2 separate regions of the Sus scrofa genome follow, and region 2 is linked to region 1. Evidence: chromatin contacts called from public Hi-C data. All regions are on one chromosome and are shown on one strand. Each heading gives the region's core, a stretch centred on a gene start, on an enhancer-like site or on the middle of the called end of the contact. The rest is flanking DNA. Distances are from core to core; before and after follow the strand shown.

What was found. Hi-C and Micro-C count contacts between places; a contact is called where the count stands out from the background.
Region 2: a Hi-C map of retroperitoneal adipose tissue shows a contact between it and region 1, with 3 times the contacts expected there. The contact joins the enhancer-like site here to the promoter of SMARCD1 in region 1. A contact is called at or near these places in 3 of 5 promoter capture datasets (fetal liver, fetal skeletal muscle and liver), 19 of 47 Hi-C or Micro-C datasets (adipose tissue, alveolar macrophages, embryonic fibroblasts and 11 more) and 2 of 2 datasets of contacts at active chromatin or transcription factors (alveolar macrophages and skeletal muscle).

The regions. Positions count from the first base shown.
Region 1 is chr5:15,990,377-15,996,546 of Sscrofa11.1, reverse strand. It overlaps SMARCD1 (SWI/SNF related, matrix associated, actin dependent regulator of chromatin, subfamily d, member 1), which reads right to left and starts at 3,769. Exons shown (of 13, transcript NM_001244613.1): 1 at 3,564-3,769; 2 at 2,724-2,911; 3 at 2,433-2,475; 4 at 2,214-2,336; 5 at 1,611-1,733; 6 at 411-527. The coding sequence starts at 3,740. It overlaps ASIC1 (acid-sensing ion channel 1), which reads right to left. Exons shown (of 12, transcript XM_021091640.1): 12 at 5,256-6,170.
Region 2 is chr5:16,202,742-16,208,911 of Sscrofa11.1, reverse strand. All of the region lies in intron 1 of LARP4 (la-related protein 4), which reads right to left. Among named protein-coding and RNA genes, the nearest start is that of LARP4, 29 kb to the right of the region's middle. Within about 2 kb of position 3,096, at least 6 of the 83 cell types and tissues checked have an H3K27ac peak or open chromatin away from gene starts, as enhancers often do. A contact at or near this core is called in adipose tissue, retroperitoneal adipose tissue and subcutaneous adipose tissue, where this site is marked.

The sequences.
Region 1 (6,170 bases), core at 2,520-5,019:
GACTAGAACCCTATTAGTTAACCCCCTTTAACACAGTACTTGTTACCAGGAAAAAAGCAGAATGGTGTGTGGATAACTACATCTCACCATTATTAATAAACAAGATGAAGAGATGATCTGGCATGTACAAGAGGCCTCCATCAGAATTTCCCTTGAAAGTGGGGCAGCAACTAGGATAGTCAAATTAAAAAGGTGGGACAAGTCAGACTACAAGAGCTCTTGGGTCCAAATGGCACCAGAACTAAACAGCTAGTGCCACCTGGAGGCCAATGTGCAAACTGCGACAGAGGTACCGTACACCTGGCGTGCCCTTTTCTCATACCTCCCCCTCTCCTTAGACATTAACGTTTGGCTCCCAAGTCCATCATCCTCCAGTCATAAGTCAAAGCCTAGAGGAGAGAACTACTCACTTCTACCAGATGGTTGTCTGGCCCATACAGGTCTTTGTCCAGTTCGATCACCAAGGACTTAAAAAAAGAAGAGAACTTCCTCTTTTGCTTGGTGGCATCATATTTGGACAAGGCTGACTAGAGGAGAGAGAGAGAAGAGGTCACATTACAAGAGACCAGAAAAAATTCCTTAAAACAAAGTACCATAAAAAAAGGAACCCAAACAGCAACAGGAAGAGACCCAAAAATGTCTTCTGAATATCTCTTAGGAGGTGGCAAGGTAGGTGTCTGTGGATATTAAACAAGTCACGGTAGCAAGAGAACCCCAAAGCAGCAGCCTATAACACACATAGGGTCACTGACTTACCCACCTCATTTCCCCAAAGGAAAGGAGGTAAGTTAGGCCAAACCTCTGCACACAATAAAGCGAGTCTGAACAGGGAAAGGTCTGACTCTAGAGGGGAAATGAATCACAGGTAATAAGCAGCCAGAACAAAAACTGCTTTATTTGGATGACATGATAACACTGGCAGATGGACCGGACCTATATAGAAAAGAAGGAGGCTCTGACACGAGCCCTGGTTCTCCTGAAAAATGCATTCATACTGGCTTGCCTGTGAACAGCTAAAAATAGAGAGCAAGAGAATATAAGGGAATGGCAGGTGAGCTTCCCCAAGGAGCTTCTGGGGTGTGAAGTCTGGGGGCTATCACCTGTCAGCTGATGTTCCCCATGAGGCAGCAAAGAGCCTGTCCGAGAGACCTCGCCCATGGAAACTGTGAAATGTCTCCAGTGGAAACTGGGAAGACGGCAATACTGCAGCGGGAATCAAGGACCTCAAGGACTCTGGGAGGAAAGCAGGGCCTCAAATGCTAAGTGCAAACTCACTTGGTTTAAAAAACAAAAACAAAACCAGAACAACCCTAACTGGAAAATCTGCAGATACTGCCAAATCCAAGGGCTAGCAGCATCAGGAGGGAGACAAACAACAAATCAAATCCCAGGGCAATACGGTTCTCCATACGATACCACAGAGAGAGCCAGGCTGTGGGAGCCAGACACAAAGAACCATTGTCTTTTAGCGCAGGGAACACAGTGACCCTCTCCCTGCTGTTCCCAACAGGAGCTGTGAGCACCAGTCAGGCTTCCTGCCAACCAGACAATACTGCTTGTTCCCAGCAGCTCCCACCCTAGATGCTGACCACAGTGGACCTTGAACTCACATCCTCCAGGAGGCGTCCTTCTACCCGAAGCTCCCAGGAAGCCACCGTCCCTTCCCCATCCTCGGCATCTGACTTAGCCGGATTGAAAGTGTTAGAAATGAAAATTCGCAGCTTCCGTTTTTGCTGAGGAAGGCAGAAACAGGATTGACAGTGGGGCTTCAGTGGTTTCACGCTGAAGACCAGGGTCTCCCCAAACCCCAAAACGTCTCCTAACAGACTGGCTTACTATTTACCCAGGCCCTGGGGTGGGTGGACGGAGATTCCACCTAGAAGAGCACAGGCCACTGGCCCAAATGCAAGTGCATGCACTGGGGTGCCAGGTAGACAAAGTCATGCGAGGTGCCAGGTTCCCAAGGTGACAGAGCAGTTATAGCAAAAACACCAACAGAGTATATTTCTGGTGCAAGAACTACCAAAAGCCCCTCCCCCTGAGCTGTTCTGTTCTTATGCTTCTAATGTAATTCTCGGTTTGTAGGCGGAAGGGAGAGATGTAATTTAAATGCCAAGGAGAGCGGCGCTATGCCTTTGATTTCTCATCCTTAGCCTGCTGAAGGTTCCCGAGTCCTCTCCTTTGGCTCTCTGCCTAGCACTCTCCTGCGTTACCTTGATGGGACGCTTCAAGGCCTCCTGGATATCTAGCCGTTTCCTCATGATAGTCTGGTCCAGTTTCCTTTCAAAAGCCAAGAGATCCATATAGGCCTGGGATTCTGGTACCAGTTCACGAATCTGAGGAACAGAAAGGTATCATTGGGATCTAGAGCTGGCCATCTCTCTTCTCCAACTCAACACACCCTCAAGAAGACCTATACAGCCTGGACTCACCCTTTGAGGTAGAATTTTGTCAGCCATCTTCTTTTTCTTTGCACTGTTTGGAATAAATACTGTTATCAGGTTGGGATGGAACTAGCCAGAACATGAAGACAGGCTGTCAGCACCTCCATTTATAGTCAAGAGAAAGAACCGCAAAGCTTCTCTCAAATCAAAGACACCCCCCACCCCCACCAAACACGAAACAGTCTCCACTGTCTGCTGACACAGCGTCGTCACTTCTTGCTTGAGGTACTCCCACCACCTGTGTCCGCCCTCCCGCTCTCCACCCTGGGGTCATCTTACTTGTGGTTCCGATTTTGGACCGCCTGTTGCTGGACCTGCTGGATCTGCTGAGGTGCAGGTCTCTTGCGGGACTGGTCCATCCCTGACTGGGCCAGGCCAGGTCGGACTGAAGGGTTCCCCCCATAGCCAGGGGGTCCCATGGAAGGTCCCTGAGGTGTCATTCGGCTGCCTGGTAGCATACCTGGTCTCTACAGAGGGGAGAGGACCCAGAGATGTCATGGCTTCCCTTGCAAACCCCACCAGGAAAGGGAAAGTGGGGGAAGCCTGAGTTCTCTGAATCGAACCAGGCTGGGGGCATGGGGGGTGGGAGAAGACCCCTCTACCTCTTTGAAATATAGATCACTGGAGCTTCCTCTGCTCCACTTGTGATCCCACAGGGGACTCCAGCCCAAAGCTAAGAGAGCAGATTATACTCAAATTCTCCCCAGTCTAGTTTGTATCTGCCATTGGACATCTCCTCTGCTCCCAGTACTCAGACAGCACAGCCAGCTACCATCTCCTCAAAAGCTGACCTCAATTTGCCAGGTACACCTTCTGTGCTCCTCTGGGCACTGGAGCTGCCTAAGCCTTTTTGCACTCCAACTCTCACAAGCCCACCCTTGGCCCCGCTTCGTTCACCCTGGTTCTACACCCCGACTCCCCAAGGAAACAATGCCCCTACGAGCTGGTGGGGATGCTAACCGCCTCCCCTCCCTTCCGCGCACTGCCTCCCCCGACCCTCCCTCGCGAACCGAATCCCTCCCAGGGGAGTCCCTCCTACTCCTCCCCCCACCCCGTCACTCCCAGGCCCCCGCTCGGCCCCGCCCCCGGCCCGCGCGCCCCTCCTCCTGCCCCACTCACCGGATAGGCCGCTCCGGGCATCGGGGAGCGGTACAGCCCTTGACCCGGCGCCGGGCCCATTCGCACCGGAGGCCCCGGAGTCCCGCCCGGGCCCAGGGCAGCCGCCGCGCCCGCCCCGCCTGAAGCTCCGGCGCCGCCACTCGGAGCCACAGACTGGAAACCCGCCCGGGCCGCCATCTTTCCCGGAGCCGCTGCTGCAGCTGCACAAAGAACCGGAACCGGAACTCCCCCCGCCCCCGCGCGCCCCCAGCGCGCCCGCCTGTCCGCCCGGCCGGCCCGCCGGCACGGGAGGCCCAGGGCAGCGAGACTGTGGGCTAGAGGGGGGCGACGAGCGGAAAAAGCGTGCTGACCACTCCCTCCAGCCTTCGCGGTCCGGCAGGGAACACCATCGAGAAGAGCTCTGGGATAGAGAGGCCCGTGAGCGGGCGCCCCCAGGCCGGCGGGAGGAAGACAAGGACCTGGAAAGGGGGACCACAGCACCGTCCCAAAGCTCTGATGAAGAGGGTGATGGAGTAACTGCTTCATCTGGGCGCAGGGCGTTTTAACTTTCCAAAGCGCGTGTTTCTTTTCCTTCTCCTCCGGCTCTAAGCCCAGGAGCCGAAGAGGAGGACGCACCTTTCCATTTTGCAAACAGGAGAGGTGAACTCGAGAGGAAATGACTCGGTGTAGTCAACCAGCAAGTTAACGCGAAAGCCAAGGCTTAGAATCCAGGTCTGGCTCATAGCCCAGGGCTCATGCCACAGATAAAGTGCCTCAATAACTACCTAATGCTAGAACTTCAACCCAGCCTTTCCCCTGACCTTTAACCTAACCTGCTTCCAGATTTTAAGTATATTTTGAAGTTTGACCCCACGCCGTCTCCAAAGCCTCCTTTGTACTAGGATTTCTCTTTGGGATCTTTGTTAACCTTTGATCTCTTCCTCTTTCCCTGCCCAGTGGTTCAAACCATTTCTGGTGTGATGGTCAGCTTGTCCCATCCCAGGACCAGCGTATCCCTGCTCTGGCTCCCTTACTCCTCCCCTGATTGGCCCCAATCCAAGGTCAGCTCTTAGTAGGAAGTCCTACATACTATTCAAATAAGAGAAGAACGACACTGAAGAGGAGATGGTTGAAACCCAGTTTATTAGACCAGAGACATGCGTCACCCATAGCCCTGCCTGCTGTTCCCCATCTGGTGCACACCCTTTGGCCTTGCTCCTGCTTCCCTCTGGAGAGGTCTGATCTCCTAGGAGTTCCCAGGAACCCAGAGTTCCCAAAGATCCTACAGCCTCACCCTGCAGCTCCAGGTCAATGCACAGGTGACCTGCCACAGGTCTTGTTCTGGGGGTGGAGACTGAGAGACAGCTGGGCAGAGAAGGCCTGGGAAGAGGCAGCGCTCTGGCCTGAGGGGAGCGCCTGGTGGAGGAGGCACGGCAGGTCCTTGGCCTCACAGGTTTCTCATTAAAGTAGGAAGGGAGGGACAGAACGGCAGAGTTTTAACTTCCCCTCTAGGCCTGTCTCTTTCCTCCCGCTACCAAACCATACCTTACCAGAAAATATAAGTGGTGGGCTTGGGTATTAGGTGAGCAAAGGGGCCTGGGCAGCCAGGAGGGAAAGGCCACTGACTAAAGACCTCAGCTGCCACCTGTCAGCACCCTGCTGCTTCAGCTGCAGGGGTCCCCAACCCTCAGCTCCCTCTGTCTTTGCCACCCCTTGACGTATTGTGCGGAAGAGATCTCCATCCCATGGGAGGGGGCTCTCTCAGTAGCAACCCCCTTCCCTGGAGAGGTCACAGTCAGCCAGGCAAAGGACACTGGGGTGGGTGGAGCAAGGGAGGGAATGTTAAGGCTGCAGGGAGGGCAGAGGGTGCCCAGGTTAGGGGGAGAGGGTGAGGCCAGAAAGAGGCAGAGCTTGTAATTCACAGCTTCCTTTATGTCACCACCGAGACAGTGCGAAGGTTACAATGCGCGTGTCGTCTCCTTGTGCTTCTTAGAGGGATGTGTGTACACAGTACAGACACCAGGGGAGAGTCCAACTCTTTATACAGGCGAAGGCATTCAGAGACCAGGGACGGGGTGGAAACACAGAAAGGGGAGCCTGGCGTGGGAGGGTGGTTCTTAGAGACAAGAGGGGATGGAGTAGAGACGGAGTCAAGGGAAAGTATATACAGAGATATAGCAATATAGAGTCTGTATCATATAGAAATAGAAAATGCAGATGAAGGTGTTGAGAGAAGCAAATGAAGTTTCGGAAGAGGACTTGGGAGAGTTCCATAAGAAAATTTATGGATGTGGCCCTCTGCAGGGGCCCCGGGAGAGGGACCAGTGAGGTTAGGCACCAGTGCCCCTCTCCCTGAGCTGGACACCAACCAGCTGGATCTTTTATGGGATGGTGGAGGAGGGCTGCCTCTTGGGATTTCTCTCCAGCAGCTCTGGGTGGACATGAACCTGTAGGTATCAGGATGTGGCCTACAGCACCAGGGCCACATCATGTCCCCAGCTCCACTTCTGGAGATTCCCCCACCTCCACCTCCCTGGAGACGTCACACTGTGTGAGGTGGCGGTGTGGGGACAGATACAATGGAGGGTTCCTGCCTGGAGACTTGGGGTTGGGGGGGGGTCACTGGGC
Region 2 (6,170 bases), core at 1,847-4,346, 210 kb before region 1:
TTTTTAGGGCTGCACCCATGGCATATGGAGGCTCCCAGGCTAGGGGTCAAATCAGAGCTGTAGTTGCTGGCCCCTGCCAGAGCCACAGCAATGTGGGATCCAAGCACCGTCTGCAACCTACACCACAACTCACGGCAATGCTGGATCCTTAACCCACTGAGTGAGGCCAGGGATGGAACCTAAGTCCTCATGGATGCTAGTCAGGTTTGTTACCTGCTGAGCCACAACGGGAACTCCTGGACCAAGGATTTTAAATGCAGACAAACTGTCCCATAAATAGCAAGGCTATAGAAAAAAGTTTTCAGGGAGTTCCCGTCGTGGCGCAGTGTTTAACGAATCCCACTAGGAACCATGATGTTGCGGGTATGATCCCTGGCCTTGCTCAGTGGGTGAAGGATCTGGCGTTGCCGTGAGCTGTGTTGTGGGTCGCAGACACGGCTTGGATCTGGCATTGCTGTGGCTCTGGCGTAGGCTGGTGGCTACAGCTCTGATTAGACCCCTAGCCTGGGAACCTCCATATGCCACGGGAGTGGCCCTAGAAAAGGCAAAAAGACAAAGAAAAAAAAAAAAAAAAAAAAAGAAAAAAGTTTTCAGTGTGATCAACATCTGGGATAATTATGCTCATGAGTCTTTTCTGAGGACAAACTACAAGCAACTAAGAAAGGACTTAGAAAACTTCAGCAAAGATACTAGTGGTGTGCACAGAATATATTTACTTATATATGACTAAAACAAAAGTGGGAATAAGAATAGTAAATAAGGAGTTCCCATCGTGGCGCAGTGGTTAACGAATCCGACTAGGAACCATGAGGTTGCGGGTTCGGTCCCTGCGCTTGCTCAGTGGGTTAACGATCCGGCGTTGCCGTGAGCTGTGGTGTAGGTTGCAGACGCGGCTCGGATCCCACATTGCTGTGGCTCTGGCGTAGGCTGGAGACTACAGCTCCGATTCAACCCCTGGCCTGGGAACCTCCATATGCCGCAGGAGCGGCCCAAGAAATAGCAACAACAACAACAACAAAACAAGACAAAAACGACAAAAGACAAAAAACAAAAAAACAAAAAAACAAAAAAAAAAACCGTGAGGGAGAGAAAGAAAAAAGTAGAATAATCTCACTGATTGTCTAACAGGTTAAATGTGGGAGTTAAAGAATGTCATTTAAAGTCAACAGTTGGGGAGTTCCCATTGTGGCTCAGCGGGTTAAATACCCAACAAGGATCCATGAGGATGTAGGTTCAGGGTTCAATCCTTGGCCCTGCTCAGTGGGTTAAGGATCAGGCATTGCTGTGAGCTGTGGTATAGGTCACAGACATGGCTCGGATCCTGCTTGCTGTGGCTGTGGTGTAGGCCAGCAACTGCTGCTCCGATTTGACCCCTAGCCTGGGAAATTCCATATGCCACAGGTGTGGCCCTAAAAAGCAAAAATAAATAAATTAATTAAATAAATAAAGTGAACAGCTGGCAGTTCCTGCTGCAGCCCAGTGGGTTAAGACTATGATTTCCATATGCTTCAGGTGCAGACATAAAAAGAAATAAACAAAAATAAACAATGAATATTATAAACCAAAACTTAATTGGTTTGATGACAAGAATAATATTAAGGAAAATAATGCTGGAGTTCCCATCGTGGTGCAGTGGAAACGAATCTGACTAGGAACATGAGGTTGCGGTTTCGATCCCTGGCCTTGCTCAGTAGGTTAAGGATCTAGAGTTGCCGTGAGCTGTGGTGTAGGTCATGGATGAGGCTCAGATCTGGTGTTGCTGTGGCTGTGGTGTAGGCCAGCGGCTACAGCTCTGATTAGACCCCTAGCCTGGGAACCTCCATATGCTGCAGGTGTGCCCCTCAAAAGACAGACAAAAAAAAGAAAAAGAATGCTAGGATTCCCGTCGTGGCTCAGTGGTTAACGAATCCGACTAGGAACATGAGGTTGTGGGGTCGATCCCTAGCCCTGCTCACTGGGTTAAGGATCCGGCGTAGCCGTGAGCTGTGGTGTAGGTCGCAGATGTGGCTCGGATCCCATGTTGCTGTGGCTCTGGTGTTGGTTGGCGGCTACAGCTCCGATCTCCAATTAGACCCCTAGCCTGGGAACCTTCATATGCCACAGGACTGGCCCTAGAAAAGGCAAAAAGACGAAAAAAAAAAAAAAGAAAAAGAAAAAAGAAAGAAAGAAAAATAATGCTATTAACCAAAATTGGATGGTGCACGGCACAGAGATGAGAGAAGAAGGTGGTTTCAAGTTCGTTCATTACTGCTCCAGGCAGGAAACTAATAGTCAATTCATAAAGAAAAAGAGGACCAAGGTATTATATGACTACTGGTATAAAGGGAATCATTAGAGCAAAAAATAAAAATTTTCCTAAATATCAAGGGAAATACACACAAATAAAAAAAGAGCAAGGAAACAACACTGTTTTCTGGAAGACCATGGATTATTTTGCATTTATAAAGATGGAATAATTGACATCAGAAATAGCAGTTGTGTGTATGTGTATAGGTGAGAAAGAAAGAGACTTAAGTCACTTAAAAGAAAAGATTTTCCGATTGACTCACAAAATAGAACCTAATTCTGGGCTCTCTATAAAAGAGCCTAAAAGAAAAACAGAAAGGTACTGGTAAATGCAAATTCTAAAAAGCAAGGATTATACTCAATATCAGACATGGTAACATTCAAGCAAAAAAGCATTAAGTGAGACAAAGACGGGCATTTCATGGTGCTAAAAGCTACAATTCACTATGAAGATATAATAGTAATGAATAACTATACAATAAATAATAGAGCAACAACTCTTGTAAAGCAGTAACTATATGGCAAGTTTGGAGAAATAGAAAAATGCTAACAATGATGTTAATGCCTATCTCTCAGTCTAAGATAGTCCAAAGAAATATTAACAAAAAAGTAAGAATTTAGGAGAACTAAAAACATTGGTGGTCGGCTTATCTATGGCATAAAAAGGTTTTCAAATCTTTTACTACAAAATATTACATGCTGGTATGTCAGTTATAACAAATTACCTCCAGAATTTAGTGGCTGAAAACACATATTATCTCACAGTTTCTGTGGGTCAGGAGTTCAGACGTTGTTTAGCTATCTGATTCTGGCTCCAAGTCCCTCATGAGGTAGCAGTCAAGATGTTGGCAGGGGCTACAGTCATCTGAAGGCCTGACTAGGACTGAAGGAACTGTTTTCGAATCGGCTTAACTCACATAGTTGTTGGCCGAGGCCATAGGGATCTCTCCTTAGAGCCTCTCGAATATCCTTATGACATGGTAGTTGGTTTCTCCCTGAACCAATGATCCAAGAGAGACAGAAAGGATGAAGCCATAATGCCATTTTATGACCTAGTCTCAAAAGTGCCACACTGTCATTTCTGCCACATTCTATTCATTAGAAACAAGTGCCCAAGTACTATCCATGTTCAAGGGGAGAGGCCCAACCTTTTGAAAGGAGGAATATCAAAGAACTTACGAGTTATGTTTTCAAACCACCACAGATGGTGTACCAAAAGAAAAATTTGGATTGTTTTTCTACCAAAATAAAAATTGATTTTTGAATATATAATGTGCTATCAGTGCCTAGATAACAGAAGTGTCTTTTTTTTTTTTGCTTTTTAGGGCCACACCTGCGGCATATGGAGGTTCCCAGGCTAGGGGTTGAATTGGAGCTGTAGCTGCCAGCCTATGCCACAGCCACAGCAATGCAGGATACGAGCCACATCTATGACCTACACCACAGCTCATGGCAACATCGGATCCTTAACCCAGTGAGCGAGGCCAGGGATCGAATCTGCAACCTCATGGTTCCCAGATGGATTCGTTTCCACTGCGCCACAATGGGAACTCCCAGAAGTGTCTTAAATCATAAAAATATGCTACACAAGAGCCGGTTAATTTTTGAGTTTTATGTTCACGTAGTCATTCAATTGGCACAGGAAAGAAAAAAAAAGGAAAATTAAAAGGTTACCAGCAAGAAAAACACAGAAACTATGTTTGGTCAGTGTGACTCATTAATGGGAATGCTCCAACATTATTTGACTTATCTGGAAGACAAAGACCTTTTAAGGATAGTGCAATTTAAGATTTTGGAGTTGGTCCTGCTTGAGTTTAAAGGGCAAGAGCCTTAAGCAGGGGACAAAATGAGAGGATAAGTACAAACTCTTTCTTGTATGTAAGTGGTGATTATCTCCAACTAGGATAAAAGCTACTCATGAAGGACCGTATCTTTTCTTCCTTTCTTTTCTTTCTAGCTTACCTGTTCAACAAATGAACTACCTAACAGAAATCAAGATAAAGAAATATGGTCAGTGTTAAAGTACTAATTTATAATTACAAGAGTGCTGAAACTAAAGCCCTAGCTTCTAATTCTGCTAGGTAAATGAGCTAATTGAAGTTCATGGTTCTAATTCATTTTCTATTTTAAAATTCTGATTTACCAAAGATCTTATCAATGTCTAATACTTAAAAAAACACAATCAGTCAAGAAACCCTAGAATTCAGCTATCATGAACTTCCATCACCTTTTAATGATTGGAATAAATAGTTTGCTTTCCAGATGAGGTCAAGTCTCATAAGACAATAGCCTGGATGAGATTGCTGACCTTTTCTCACTCCTTGGGGAAGCATCATTGCATATTTATTCCAACATGCTTTTTTTTTTTTTTTTTTTTTTTTGTCTTTTTGCCTTTTCTAGGGCCACTCCCGTGGTATGTGGAGGTTCCCAGGCTAAGGGTCTAATCGGAGCTGTAGCCATTGGCCTACACCAGAGCCACAGCAACGCCAGATCCGAGCCGTGTCTGTGACCTATACCACAGCTCACGGCAACACTGGATCGTTAACCCACTGAGCAAGGGCAGGGACCAACCCGAAACCTCATGGTTCCTAGTCGGACTCGTTAACCACTGTGCCACGATGGGAACTCCCCAACATGCTTTAATCATTTAATATTCCACACAATCTTCTTATCCAATGGACTTTTTCTGGGGTATTCCTTCAAGGTTAGGATCTGGAAAACGTTAATAATGTTTCTGACCATTACATTAAATAAAACTTTCAGTTCCTTTTACTCCACTTTTCTCAGTTTATTTACAAAGGTAGACTATTTTAAGACCAATTTAAGACATATGAGGAATTCCCTGGTGGCTCAATGGGTTAAGGATCCGATGTTGTAACTGCTGTGGCTTGGGTCGCTGCTGTGGCACACATTGGATCCCTGGCCCAGGAAACTGTGCATGCTGTGGGCCCAGCCAAAAAAAAGGGACATATATGATACTAGAGAATAACATGTCTGAGGTCTGCTACACACAGAATATGATCTTAGGTAAGTCATCTAATCTCACTTTGCTTCAATTTCCAATTGCTAAAGTGACAATAGTAATAGCCAATTTATATCATCAGGTTACTTTCCACAAAAAAGAAACTCATCACTCATGAACTTGGAGAACAGACTTGTGGTTGCCAAGGGGGAGGGGAAGGGAGTGGGATGGACTGGGCATCTGGGGTTAACAGGTGCAAACTATTGCCTTTGGAGTGGATAAGCAGTGAGACCCTGCTGTATAGCCCTGGGCCTATCTAGTCACTTATGATGGGGCGTGATGGAGGATAACATGAGAAAACGAATGTGTATATGAATGTGTCACTTTTCTGTACAGTAGAAAATTGACAGAACACTGTAAACCAGCTATAATGGAAAAAATAAAAATCATTAAAAAATAAATAAATCATCAGGTTACAATAAGAAATGGATGCCTTAATTGGCTGAGTTAATTTTAACAAAATCTACAGAACTCAAATTGTATGTTTTATGCAGGGTTTGACAAAATATAACTTGTGGGTGAAATCTGGCCCATGGCCTATTTCATATAGTTCAAAAGCTAAAATACTTTTTACATGTTTAAAGAATTTTAAAGGTAAAAGAAGAGGAAGGAGGAGAAGTAGAAGAAGCACAAGTGGTCCACAGAGCCTAACATATTTACTACCTGGCCTTTTGCATAAATATGTTGCTGATTTGTGTGCTTGTGGATTTAGCTATCATGAAAACATTTATAGAAATAATATTTTTTGGTGTTCTCCTTGTAGCTCAGCAGAAATGAATCTGCCAGTAACCATGAGGACTCAAGTTCTATTCCTGGCCTCACTCCTTGGGTTGAGGATCTGCCATTGCTGTGAGCTGTGGTG